Linked DNA regions of Ovis aries: regions 2 and 3 are each linked to region 1. The links are chromatin contacts, called in public Hi-C maps. All regions are on one chromosome and are shown on one strand. Each heading gives the region's core, a stretch centred on a gene start, on an enhancer-like site or on the middle of the called end of the contact. The rest is flanking DNA. Distances are from core to core; before and after follow the strand shown. Region 1 has its middle 480 kb from the start of PPP2R3A. Region 2 holds the start of EPHB1 (EPH receptor B1). Region 3 overlaps KY (kyphoscoliosis peptidase).

Evidence for each region. Hi-C and Micro-C count contacts between places; a contact is called where the count stands out from the background.
Region 2: a Hi-C map of hypothalamus shows a contact between it and region 1, with 8 times the contacts expected there. The contact joins the promoter of EPHB1 here to the enhancer-like site in region 1. A contact is called at or near these places in 4 of 16 Hi-C or Micro-C datasets (hypothalamus, liver, muscle and 1 more).
Region 3: a Hi-C map of hypothalamus shows a contact between it and region 1, with 7 times the contacts expected there. The contact joins two enhancer-like sites. A contact is called at or near these places in 2 of 16 Hi-C or Micro-C datasets (hypothalamus and tail adipose tissue).

What each region holds. Positions count from the first base shown.
Region 1 is chr1:254,449,449-254,453,589 of ARS-UI_Ramb_v3.0, forward strand. No RefSeq gene overlaps it. Among named protein-coding and RNA genes, the nearest start is that of PPP2R3A, 480 kb to the left of the region's middle. Within about 2 kb of position 2,318, at least 2 of the 54 cell types and tissues checked have an H3K27ac peak or open chromatin away from gene starts, as enhancers often do. A contact at or near this core is called in hypothalamus, where this site is marked.
Region 2 is chr1:255,192,718-255,197,343 of ARS-UI_Ramb_v3.0, forward strand. EPHB1 (EPH receptor B1) reads right to left here and starts at 2,677. Exons shown (of 16, transcript XM_027960197.2): 1 at 2,246-2,677. The coding sequence starts at 2,303. LOC105604319 (a long non-coding RNA gene) reads left to right here and starts at 2,356. Exons shown (of 4, transcript XR_006057184.2): 1 at 2,356-4,626.
Region 3 is chr1:255,393,106-255,397,242 of ARS-UI_Ramb_v3.0, forward strand. KY (kyphoscoliosis peptidase) reads left to right here. Exons shown (of 10, transcript XM_027960214.3): 10 at 777-4,137. The coding sequence ends at 1,672. Among named protein-coding and RNA genes, the nearest start is that of KY, 47 kb to the left of the region's middle. Within about 2 kb of position 2,831, at least 6 of the 54 cell types and tissues checked have an H3K27ac peak or open chromatin away from gene starts, as enhancers often do. A contact at or near this core is called in hypothalamus, where this site is marked.

The DNA of each region.
Region 1 (4,141 bases), core at 1,068-3,567:
GACAATTTTGAGTGAGCAAGAAAGATAAAGTCTCTGCTCTCCAGAGGGTCACAGAAGATTGAAGAAGGCAGACAAGCAAAAGACAATTACAGTGAACTGTGGTGGGAGCCGTGACAGAGGACATGGGGTGGGAGCTGGGGCTTTGCAAATATACAGCAGGGCACTTAGCTAAGATTTGAGGGACCAGGGGAAGCTTCTTAGAGATGATGTCCCAGTTTAGCCCTGGAGAATGAGTAAGAATGACTCAGAAGAGGGTTGGAGGTGAGAGTATGTTTGCAAAGGCAACAGCTCACAGCAGTCCTGGAGATGAGAAAGGAAACATGCGCCTTTGAGCAGCTAGGTGCTGAAGACTGTCTCCTACAGATGGTGTTTGAGAATGGGTCATTGTTATTCCTTGAGGTATTTGACCCCATTTCTTGTTACTCCCTACCTCTTTGTAAAAGATGCTACCATTATCCCTTACCACTGCAAAGGGGGTTGGCTTGAAAATCAAGACACTTCTAGCTATGAGAGAGTGAGGTAATTTTGGTGAGTTTAAGTTCCTACCCTGGATCTCTGTCTTTTGTTCTATGAAATCAGGGATAGAACAAAATTATGTTCTAGCAAAACATCCTATGGCTACCCCTACTGTGTTTGAGGTATGGGTGCTGACTGGCCTCTGGTCCGCTCTTCTTTGCATTCATCATATCTATGTCTAATGCTCAAGGGAGCACTCTCAAGGAGCTAGAGTTCAGGAAGAGGTTGTTTCCCCACCCTCACCCCCACCCCAAACCCAGTGAACCAAATCCACCGGCTGAAATCAGAACAGTCTCTACGCCCAACTCCATCAAGCATTGCCCTGTGGGCTATCGGTTTCCTCAACAGGAGTCAGGCGGATGAGAAAGAGCTCCTGGGAGGTGGACAGGACTGCTTTGGGGATTCTCCAGGCAGTGCCTAGTACATTATGGGTCCTCAGTTAATATTCATTGAAGTTTCATTGAGGTTTGATGAGATGGATGAACCATACAATATGTCAATAAAGTTAAGTATTACCCTAACCACATTCTTAAAGTTATTAAAAATGTCAAGAGCAGGGTGATTTATTTGCTCAGTCTATGGAAATATTGCAAAGACAGTATGTATAAAAATGTTCGGTGCTTAAATGATAATGATTTATCTTTCTGGCTCCATCTCAAACTTAGTGTCAGTGACTATTTCTGATGTTGCTTGTCTCTTCTAGGTCTTTGGCCTTTTGACACCATTTTTGGCTCTAAGAGGGATGGGAGATTGTAGGACAGGATGGAGGTTCAGGAGCTGATGCAAATTCCTTCCCCAGCCGTCTCCCATCTGTGGATGATGCCAGGCAGCTGCCTCAGGGTGACCTTTCACATTTGACATCATGGCCCCTGGGTACATAATAGGCACTTCAGCAGGGAGATAACAAAGTTGTTGCCGGGATCTGACACCCGAAAAATGTGGTTCTTGATCTGAAATAGCATGTCTCCTGAGAGAATTATAAGCAATAGCAACTGTGGTAGTTCAGGAAGGAGTGAGAATCAGAGTTACTTGCTTTGGGAGAATGTGTTCACGTTGTATCACTTGCATTTGACTTGCAGCACAACCTGCTGCGGAGTAAAGCTCCTGGCAGCGCCAGCTTTAGGATTTGTCATCCTGAGTCTCGGGCTTCCCTGGTGACTCAGATGGTAAAGAATCTGCCTGCAATGCTGGAGACCTGGGTTTGATCCCTGGGTCGGGGAGAAGGGAATGGCAACCCACTCCAGTGTTCTTGCCTGGAGAATTCCACTGACAGAGGAGCCTGGTGGACTACAGTCCATGGGATTGCAGAGTCGGATATGACTGAGCGACTTTCACTTGCATCCTGGGTCTCAGCCATAACTTCTCCAAGGCGTGGAGAGACCCTGGAGTCTCAAGGTGGGTGTTCGAGCTTCTAAGACGGCACATTTCACAGGACACGTCTGCACAAACAGCTTCACACAGCCATGTCCAAACACCCTGTACAGACACACGCTCAGTAAAAAAATGATCTTGAGGCTTTGTATTAACTATGTGATTAAAAACCACGTGAAAAATGACAACAGTTAGAACAAAAATCAGCCTTGCAAGCTCCTGTGTTGCTCTGGCAAAGCCCCTATCCCCTCCACCCTCTCCAGCTGTGCTCAGGTGCCCACCCTCTCAGGAGCGCCCCTCTTAGACATACTGCAGGGGTGGGGCTTTGTGTGGGAGAACCCCCTCCGAGCCTTCCTCTAGCCCTACATTCTTAGGACCATCCCAGCGCTCCGTACCGTTCTCAGCCTCTGGGGGGCACCAGAGCTTGCGCATAGCAAGGTGGATGCATCCCAAGACAAAAGAGGAGGATTTTGGCTGCCAATCTGTCTGAACATTGTGTAAGGTCTGTCTTGAAGCAGAGGAGGCCATATACAGACTCGAATTGGGGTGCGCACTGTTCTGGCTGTTGCGACACAACGGGGCTGGGGTCTGAGAGTGGTCCACACTCCCAGGTGATGGAAAGCCAGATTCTGGTACCTTCTGAATCTGAATCCAGCCTGGGGGCCAGTGGCTGGGAGAAGAGGTCCCCCCGGAATAAGGCCTCGCAGGACAGGAGGCTTCCTTCACCCTTGCCCCATGCTGCCCTCTCGGGAGCCGCATTCATCCAAGAAACAAAAGATGCCAGAGACACAAGGCAAGTGAGGCTGGTAGGGGGAAAGGAGCAGGAAGAGAGAAAGAGAACACGAGCTGGGGGCAAAATCAGAACAAGGCGGAGGAAAGCTAATGTATGGTGATTGTTCTAACCAGTGTTATGGGTTTTGGAGCAAAACAATTTGTAGGAAGCAAACTTCCCAAATGTGAGTACTTAATAAAGAAGAAAACAGAAGGATTGATAATGGGAATTAGGCTAATGAATAAACAAGCTGCTTAAAAAATGGGCTCCTCTAGCAGTCCGTTATTTTTAACTTAGTGGCAATTTGCATACTAGTTAATTTGCATATATTAAATACTGTTCCCCTTCTCCTCCTTCCCACCTCCTCCACTTCAGAATAACATTTCATTACGGTGCTGCTGGGCCCGAGGACTTGGAGGCTCTGGAGAGTTTATTAATTTATCCAACACATGCTGTGTACATTTTTATCACTTGCTGCACAGTGGACCCAGTATCTTTGAAGTCATTAACAACACAAGGGGTGTTCTGCTCGAGGTATTCAAAGGAGAGTGAGAAAAGTCAGCCTGAAAAAATGTACCCCAAACCAGGAAGAGATCATGTTTGGTTTATGTTCTTTCTAGGAAGACAAAAATGAGCAATGGATGACTCTCTCATCTGCATCAGGGAACCTCTGTTTTGTTTAATTTTTTTTGAATTTTGAAGTGAAATAGAACTGATTCCCAGTGGGGCACAGATGCCCAAAAGGAACTAGCCATACACGACATTTCTCCTTTTGCTGCTCATGAGGGAAGGAGGAGGAGATCATGGCTCTTTGGGAGCTCCCTTGCTGCTGACGGGGATGATGAACCAGGAGGCGAGTTGGGCAGGCCCCCTCCTCTGAGCTTCCTGGACTCATCTCCTCTGCACTGCCCTCTCCCAGGGAGCCCTCCCTCCACTGCCCCTTCCCTTCCTGCCTTCTAACTGCTGAGAACTTGCTTGAGCTTCTGGTGGCTTAGTTAGTTGCTCTGTAGAGGATCCTGGCATCACCCATGGGACCAGAAGAAAGCTACCATGCCTACAAGGGAACTTTTAGAAACTGTCTGGATCCAACCCACTTGGATTAACCCTGTTGTCATTTTCCAGTGTCATCCTATTAGTTTGGCTATTAGACTCCCTTTCTATTGTCCCAGTTGCTTAAGCTGAAGAGAAGCCTGTGTATTTGCCGAGAGCTTGTAGAGTTTTCCCCAGGTGCAGATGCAAATTTAAATTAAAATAACTAATTTATTCAGTCATTCACTCATCAATTATTTATTGTCTACTATGTGCCAGACATTCTAGGCACCAGAGAAGTGGAACTTACATTCTAGTGGGCAGAGACAGGCAATAAACATATAAATGATAACTAAATGATACTACCCAGGTTATAAACACTAAAGAGAAGAATAGGGAGAATGATGGGGTAGCAAGTGACATGAGGAAGGCACATTACCTAGGCTCATTAAG
Region 2 (4,626 bases), core at 1,427-3,926, 740 kb after region 1:
CGCTGGCCCCAGCCCAGCCAGGCAGGCGGGAAGGCACCGCCGCGTGTGCAGAGGAGAAAATGAGCCTGCCTGTGCTCACCCGGGAGAGGCAGGAGTGAATGGTGTGTACTATCTCTGTGCACTGAGCAGGAGGCCGGGCTGCTTTAATATTCTGCTGAATGTGGCGTTTCTTTTAACCCTTACTGGAGAGACGTTCAGCCCAGAAAGCCAGGCTCTTCTGCCTAGGCTAAAGGTAAAGTTTCTGGGCTGCGCACAGAGAAAGGCCACAGGTCCCACACTCTGGGTCGCTCCAGAACCCACGGGTGACCGGACGGATACACGGGGCTGGGTACCGGCACCACAGCACCCCTCCTTGGGGCCGCTCCAGTAGAGAGGGTCTAGGGAGGAACCAGCGCGCCGCCAGACGCCTGGGGACTTCCCATACATTTGCTCCCCAATTTCGCTCGAATACAAAATTGCAAGTGCCCTCCTTCAACGTGGAAACCCAACCCTGAAACCAGGTTCCTAAAGTGGGCACCTATCTGCTCTCCGAGACCGAGCCGCTGACCCTTCAGCGGACGCCAAGAGAGGCGGGCAGGATGCGCCGCCCCAGCGCTAGAGAGTCCAGTGTGCCCTCGACCATTGCAAATGCCCGCTCTCCCAGGTCGTCCTGACCGCTTTGGAAGTGTGCCTCGCCCACCCGGCCCTAACTCAGCCGCTCCCGCGCTTGTCCCTCAAGAAGACAAACCAGAGCAGCCCTTGCGCGGGGCGTTGATGGCGCCCCACAATGCTCCAGTCCCTGCACGACCCCAAAAGCAACCCACAAGCACAAAGACCCAGCAGCCGGAAAGGGCAGAGGCACGCGCAGGGCAGACAAAAAACCACCTTCAGAAAAGCAAGCGAGCTTTCCAGGCGTTAATCGCCGCACCCCCGCGCCGCCACCAGAATGAACGCGGGATGTAGTGGTCTTCACCACCAGGCCGGGGAATCCTAGCCCCGCCGGGGGCCAAAAGGCCCCAGTTTCGCTTGGAGAAGGGCAGCGCTTTCCGGAGGGGTCGGGGCGCTGAACCACGGGGCTGTGGGGCGGGTGGAGGGTTCCGCTGGGCAACCAGTAGCAGCAGAACAAGGACCCGGGTAGCCCAGCGGAGCGAGCTCCCAGCTCTGCAGGCGGCGCCGGCGCCGGGGGCCGCGCGCGAAATCCTTCGAAGGAGTTTCACCCGCGCCGGACACGGGGACTGCGAGCGGGGCTGAGGTGCGCATTTTCCCGAGTTGCTTTCATCCCGGCACTAAACTCCGCTCCAGGCCGGGCTGTGTTTCCGGAGGTGGGTGCGACTGCCGCTCAGCTGCGAGGAATGGGGCGGGAGAAGAGGGCGGGTGGCGGGAGGCGGGAGCGGGGCAGGGATTTCCCACAGGGATTCGCGGGCGCCGCCGAGCGCGGAGCTCCCTGCTGCGCCAGGCGCGGTGCCCGCCGAGCGCGCCTTCCCCGCCGCGGCGGCGGCGGAGGCACAGTCAAGGCTGAAGTAGCCGGGAGAGCAATGCTGCGAATAGGTTACCTTTCCCAGCCAAGGGGGAGACTGGGCGACTTTCGGCAGGACCAATCACCCACCCTACCCCACCCTCGTTTTCAGGTGCAAGAGGCCACAAAGGTGTCCACTTCTCCCCGACTGACTCGGAAAGAATGCAGCCCGTAGGCTCCCGGACCACCAAGCTGTCCCCGAGAGTCGGGCCATCTAACTCAGCCCCTATCATTCGGCAGCGACTTGCAGGGTACCAGGGCAGAGCATCTCCGGTCCCCGCGCGCAGCGCCAGCCTGCCGAGCCGAGTCCCGGAGCCTGCGGACCCGGAGCGGGGGAAAAGGAGAGGTGGCGCGCGGCAGCCTAAGGGCATCGGTGCCCGGGATAGGAAGGGAGCGGACAGACGCCCGCACTCCAGCGGCGGGACGGCCAGAGGCGCCCCTTCTTCCCCAACGCCCAGTTGCGCCGGAGCTCAGGAGCCTGCACCGCAATGCAGCGGGCTCCGTGCTCCCCGAGGCTGCGGGCGACCAGGGCTGCTAGGGAGCGCGGGAGCCAGGGGGCTCCGCGAACCAGCTGCGGGTGCCGAGAGCCAGCCGGGGGCGCGCGGGTGGGTGCCGCCCCAGCCCCGCGCTCGGTCGTGGCCGACGCTCTCCCACAACCCGGCCCTCGGGTCTCGGGATGAGGGCGACGCGTAGCAGCCAGAGAAGCCCCGGGGATACAGCCGTCAACTTGCTCCGCGGAGGCTACGTTACCTTCCATTGCGGCCACTGCGGATGCCAGGAGGAGCAGCAGCAGGAAATCCAGGGCCATCGCCGGCCGGCGGCCCCCAGGCCGAGCCCGAGCCGAGGCGGCCGCGCGGGGAGGGCGCCGCGTCCCGGGGCGCCGCTGCGCTCCCCGCCGGTGGCTTCTCCGTATCCTTTCGCGCTCGGGCCGGGACCGGACTTCCCGGAGCGCGGCGTGGGCGTGGGCGGGAGTGTGCGCGCGTGGGGCGGTGCGGGCGCGCGTGGTTGTGGGTGTGCATGTGTGTGTGTGTGTTTATGGGAGAGGTGGGTGTGTGCGTGCCTGTGTGTAAGAGAGAGAGGGCGAGGGAGTGCGAGCCGGGTAGAGCGCGCGAGTGCGTGTGCGTCCTGGTGTCACATTGCGAGCTACAGCCGAGCCTACGAGAGGACGGAGCCGGCCAGACTGAAGGGGGAGGGAGCGGGATCCCCCACCACCAGCTCTCTCCCCACCCCTAACACCTCCTGTCCAATCAAGGAATCAAACCTGCAAAATTCCCCCATCCAATCAGGCACGAGCACCTCCTTACACTGGCATTGTTAGTTTAAGAAAAACTTTTGCTTGCAAGGCTGTGCGGGAGGGCTCGGAAGGCGCTAGGAGGGGTCGGGGCTCCCCCTGGTGGTGCTCTCGGAGAACCGCACAGGCCGGCCCTAGCTCTCCACGCCCTGATTTAGGGGGCCAAGGGAAGGAACGGACCCAGGCCCTTCCCTTTACAGCCCACCAGGTTTAGGTGAGCTTTAAATAATCAAATTTTTCTTCTTTCATCTTCTCAGCAAGACTACGCTGACTACCCTGTTTAATGCAAGCCCAATGGTACACCTTATTCCTCCTGTCCATAGCACTTCACCTAACATGTGGTTTTATAGCTATCCTGTTTATTGTGGGTCTCTCCTTACTAGAATGGGGTCTTCATTCCTGGGATTCGTGTGTGCTTTGTTCACTGCAGAATAGCCAGTGCCTAGAACAGTGCCTGGCCCGTCGAAGGTCATGGCGTGCATCTGCTGACTGAATGAATGAGGTTCAGAGAATCTGGGGGCATCAGCCCAGTGTGCAGAGCAAGGGATATGCTTCCTATCCAGCTCCCTGCTGCTCTCCTCCCCAAGAAGCCCCCGACTTCTCACTTCCCCATGTGTTCTGTGAACGTCCGCTGAGGGCCCCAATCCCAGAAAACAGGTCAGGTGGGAATGACCAGCGGTCACATAACCCCCTAGAGGGGCGTAATGCAATAGGGACAGTGGAGAGCTCTGCAAGGAAGTGGGCAGGGGAAGGCCCCCGTACTGTGGGGGAAGGACTACAAGGACTGCAGAGGGGGACCGGGCATTGGAGGCAGGAGTGATTCTCCCTAGCCCAGCTTCCCCAGCTCTGCTTTCTTTAGCCAGACGGCTTAAGATCAAGGACCTGCCCCGAGGCTGTAACGCTATGCGGGAGAAGCGTCCTCACTGTACCGCCCCCCCGCCCCCGCCCCCGTCTCCAAACCTGCTGATGGTCTCCTCCTTTAGGATCAGCGACGACCCGTTAGGCCACCCCTCCCCACGACAGTCACCTCTTTCCCACCAAGCCTTTCCCAGATTTGTCAATGACTTGACAGTGGGCAAATGTGATGGCCTCGTCCATGCTCCCTGCTCTCCTCTTAACAGCGTTGCCAAACCAAGCTCCCACCCTGAAATGTTCAGTCTCTCCTCTGCTTGGGACTGCTCCTATTCAGTCAGTCCTAGCCAGACTCCTATCTCCATTCTGACATTGTTTTGCTTCCCCTCTCTAACTCAGGCTACCTCCCTCTCCACCACCCTCCATCCCAGCTGCCTCAGCATTGGCCTTCACTCCCTCCTCCTCCTCAACACAGTGCCAGCTGCCCTCTGCCCCATCACACTGCACCAGGTACATCCCAACGACTCTGAAGCCATCATCCCAGGAAGAATGTGCTCCCATTACCCATAGCCCTCCTAAGCCTTCAGCACTCCTGACGTTAAGGACCAGTTCTCCTGGAGCTCTTGCCTCAGTTTCCATGGTGCCCACTTTCCTCCTACCCGTCTTAGCACTTCTTACTGTTCCCTTTTCAGTTGTGAAGGAGGTTCCCCGACCAGGCTCCGTCCTTGGAACCTCTGCTTGCTGAGTTCCTCGGCAGCTTCACCTGTTCTGTCTCCAGCCCTCCCGCTATGGATGAACAGATAGATGAGTCTCAGATTCCTTTCTGTCCTTTGTTACACCACAGTCTTAGGAGAGACATATCAGGCAGAGTCCCCTCTGCCACAGCTTGCTCCCTTGTCCCAAGCTCATGAGCCTGTCCTAGGGCCAGCCTAATGCCTTGGCCACCCAGCTTCCAACCCCTCCCTTCCCTAATCCTTCTGCTGCCAAA
Region 3 (4,137 bases), core at 1,581-4,080, 940 kb after region 1:
CCTGTGGTCCTGCAAAGCAGCAGGGACCAGGGAGGGGAGTGCCCGTGGGCTGTAAAGACAGAGAACTAACCCCCACTGTGCCCCACAGCACTGACCAGGACAGAGGAAGACAGCACTGGAGGGCAAGGGGCGAGGCGCGTGTGGGATGCACGCGATCCTCTCGTGCACTCCACTCCATTCCGGAAGCACGGCCTGGAGTGGAGGGTGGAGGTGGGGGTGCGGGAGGACCCGCAAGGAAGCGCTTCTGTCCCTGGAGCACAGTCTCCAGGAGGGAAGCATCCAACGAGTTGTTAAGGTGATTGTTGACATGCCAGCTGTGAAGGGAGCAGGGTGAAGCAGGCCTTGAGACTGGAGGCAGAGTCAGAGATGGCTTTCCAACCAGGGTCTTGGCCCTCCGTGCCCCTCAGCCCTCTCCCCTGCCCTGGAATCAGGTTAAGCCCCCTGGCAACATTCACCTGATGTGAATCAAATGGGCAAGGCAACACATATGACTGGGGGCAAATTTTTCTTGAGACCCACCACCCCCAGCTTGCGGTTCTTGAAGAGAACCGCCCAGAGGGGTGAGAACCCCTCCAGAGGCGTGCTGCCACCGGCTTATATAATGTTCAGTGAGGTCATGCTGGTGGCTTAAAATGACTGGGTGAAGGTATTCCCACCAGGGAAATGGGCAGACGCTGTAAGTCAGGGTTCCCCACCCAGAGATCCTATTGTTACACGGTTACCAGCATGTCAGCACAGGTCAGGCTCCTCTCACCTGATCCTGGCTCTCCCCACAGTGAATGGAAAGGCCACGGTCACCATCGAGAGCTGTGCTCCGACGCTGTTCATGTTCATGCTCAATGGCAAGCAGGAGCACGGGCTGCTGAGCCTCCGGAAGAATGGGATGAAGCTGGATGTGTACCCCCCGACCGCGGGCACCTACAAGCTGCAGATCTTTGCCAAGGGCAACTCGGAGATCTACAGCTCCGTGCTGGAGTACACGCTCAAGTGCCACTGTGCAGACATGGACGTCCGGTTGCCGGCTGAGCTGCACCAGCCCGTGGGCCCCAGCTGGTTCTCGGAGCAGATGGGCATCACCAAGCCGTCCCACCCCGAGCCCGTCATCTATACCAGCGACGGGCGCTGCTCCGTCAGCTTCGGTGTGGAGGAGGGCATCAGCGTCCTGGCTTCGCTGCACGGAGACGATGGCCCCGTCACCGAAGAGACCCAGCGACGCTACATCTTCCAGCTGCACCGGGAGAAGCAGACGGAGCTGAAGGTTCAGCTGCCCCACGCCGGCAAGTTTGCACTCAAGATCTTCGTCAAGAAGAGGCAGGAACCAGGCAACTACCTCTTCGTCTTCAATTACCTCATCTGCTGTACCAACACCAAGGTGAACTGGCCCGTGTTCCCCGAGAGCTTTGGCAACTGGGGGGTGGACAATGAGCTGCTGGAGCCACTGTCGGGCGTGCTGCCCGCCAACCGCAATGTCCCGTTCAAACTGAAGCTGCACGGCGTCGCCAAAGCCCTGGTGAAGGGGCAGGACACGTGGCCGCTGACCCTGAGCCCCGAGGGCTACTGGGAGGGCAGCTGCAGCACCGCAGGCTGCCGGGAGGTGTACGTCATGGTGCTGGAGAATGCCAACCACAGCTTCTACTCCTACATCCTCAAGTACCAGGTCAACGCCCAGTGAGGGCCACCTGCCACCCCCACCCCTGCCGGGCCACGCACAGAGCCCGGACACCACTGAGTCTGCATGGAATCCCTTCTGGACCTCTGCCTCGTGTTCCTGCTCTGCCGGAGGCTGCGATGTCAGTGGCCAAGGGGACAGAGGCAAAGGCCCTTTAGACGACAAAGGTGCTATGTAAATCCAGGGTATTGTAACTGTGTTCACTGCCCAGACACCCGCCTTCTCATGCTAACGCTGTCCTTGTTCTCAGGCTGGTGCGGGGAAGCAGGACTGCTGCCCGGGGCCAAACACGTTCCCGCGATGGGGAGAGAGAAGCGGGCGTGGTCCACGGGGCTGAGTCACCCTGAATGCTCAAGCCCCTTCCCAGCAGCTGCACAGAGCTTCTCACCAACTCTAGGACCCCAGGGGAGGTCAGACTGTCGTCTTCTTTCCAGACCTGACCATCTCCTGCATTCCCGATGCCGCTTCTTATTCTTCCAGGTCCTGAGAAGGAAGGTGCAGAGAGGAAGCTCACTGCCCCCCAACTAGCCCGGGGCCTGAGGGCCTCCACAATCCCTGTATGTGCCTGAAATGTGGCACCAGAAAGGTCATGGGAGACTTCAGGGCCGAGAGCAGCCAGTGCCTGCTCTTTTTCTGGGTGGGGGCCAGAGAGGCAGGGATGTATGGCAGTCCAGCCACCCTAGTCTCAGAATGTAAGACCCCTGACTCTGCTCTCAGAGAGATTAATTCCGTCTACTTGGTCTATTAGCAGTTCACTCAGCTCCTGCAAGCCCTCTAAGAGCCTGTGCCTCAGGCCCCAACCTGAAACCCACACTGGGAACCCCAGGAGGCTTCTGGGCCCTTAGAGACCCCTGGCAATAACCCTCAATAAAGACTTCAGGTAAAGCAGTAAGAACACTGCAGCGCTGGGGGCCCCCACAATAGCAGGGTCCCACCAGCCCCAAGATCTCTACCACCAAGGTCACACCTGGGGGACCTCGACCTGCCCTGGGAGCAGTTTCTATCCCATGTCCCTTCCTTCCTCTCAAGAGAGACCCCCAGGGTCGACCTTCTGTAGGGACCGTCCAGAGCTCCTTGTTTGCTCAGGCCTGAGAAGTCTCGCCTGCCCAGCCGGCCCTTAGCAGCACCTCAGGCCAGTGTTGCCATGGCAACAGCAGAAAGACTGGCTCCAATGAGGGCAGCAGGAGGGAAGGATGGAGAGGCCCTGCGAGGCCCTGCATGGCCGCTGCAGCACCATCCCAGCACGTGGAGAGGTTGGAGGTGGCCTCACCTGCCCTCCTGACTCCTTCAGCTCTGCAGCCCTGCCTGCCAGGGCCTGGGCCTGGAAGGGCCAGCGCTGCCTAGCACTCCCCTCCCTGCACTGCCGCTCCGGATGCCCTGGGCTGGCTACAGCCAAAGCTGCTGGGGATCCTCACGGCGCCCTTGCCTTCATCCTCACATTTGTGTATTCAACAAATGTTCGTGGAGCACTTAACCAGGTACTGTATCAGCTGATCCTTCGTTCTGGGGCTGCAGCACTGCCCCAGCCATCCCAGAGCAAAGGCTCTGCTGCCCTTGCCCAAGCTTGTTTCAAATTCCAGGCTCCCAACACTCCAGTCCATCTTCTCCCTAAGGTCCCACCCCACAAAGATCCCCACCACCCCCAGCATGAACCCGGTCCAGAGGAATGTCTCAGGGGGCCCATCCTCCACCAGGCTGGGGGTCCTGGAACACAAGGGCAGTACACCACGGTGGGCTGAGCTGCCCTGGCCTGTGTCCAGCGTCCTCTGGCAGGCTCTGCCACCCAGGCATTCAGCACTGTGTCACTCACGCCTGGAAAATGCACAAAGGCTGCAGAGGCAGAACTGCTGTGCACCACAACAGGGAAACAAGAGGAGTTTTTACACCCTGGAAACAGCCTTTTCTCACCCCTTTGATTTTATGGGCTGAAAGAAATGCGCTGTGTTTCATCAAAATAATAAGTGCCTTCTGTGACTCATGTCACTCACTGGACCCAGAGCTGGCTGCTAGTCCTGCTGGGAACAACTTGCATCCTCTACAAAACAATATAATTAGTCTATACATTCTGGAGCACACAAAGGATGCCACCCAGCAAAATAGGAGCTGTCCCAAGCAGGAGACGGTGGCCCAGCCTCTCCAAGAGCCTGGGAGCATCAGCAACTCCTCCCTGCTCATTTAACCAGGCGCCCCCCGCTCCTTGTAAAGACAGCTGTAGGCACAGACAACACCTGCATTTCTTTCCACTGAAGTAAAAATACATGAAATGAAATCCAATCTTCATGAATTTTTACACGCATGCTGCTCAGGGTAGAATTCGGGGTTGTATTTTGAAGTCTTTTATTCAAATCCCCATCTTTGTTTCCCGATCGAGGCGTTCTAGCGGCCAGTGGAATGGCACGGGCGTCCCCTGCTGTCCGATATGCAGAGCTGCAGGTGCTGCAAACTCCCGCGAGGCTGGGGGTTTTATG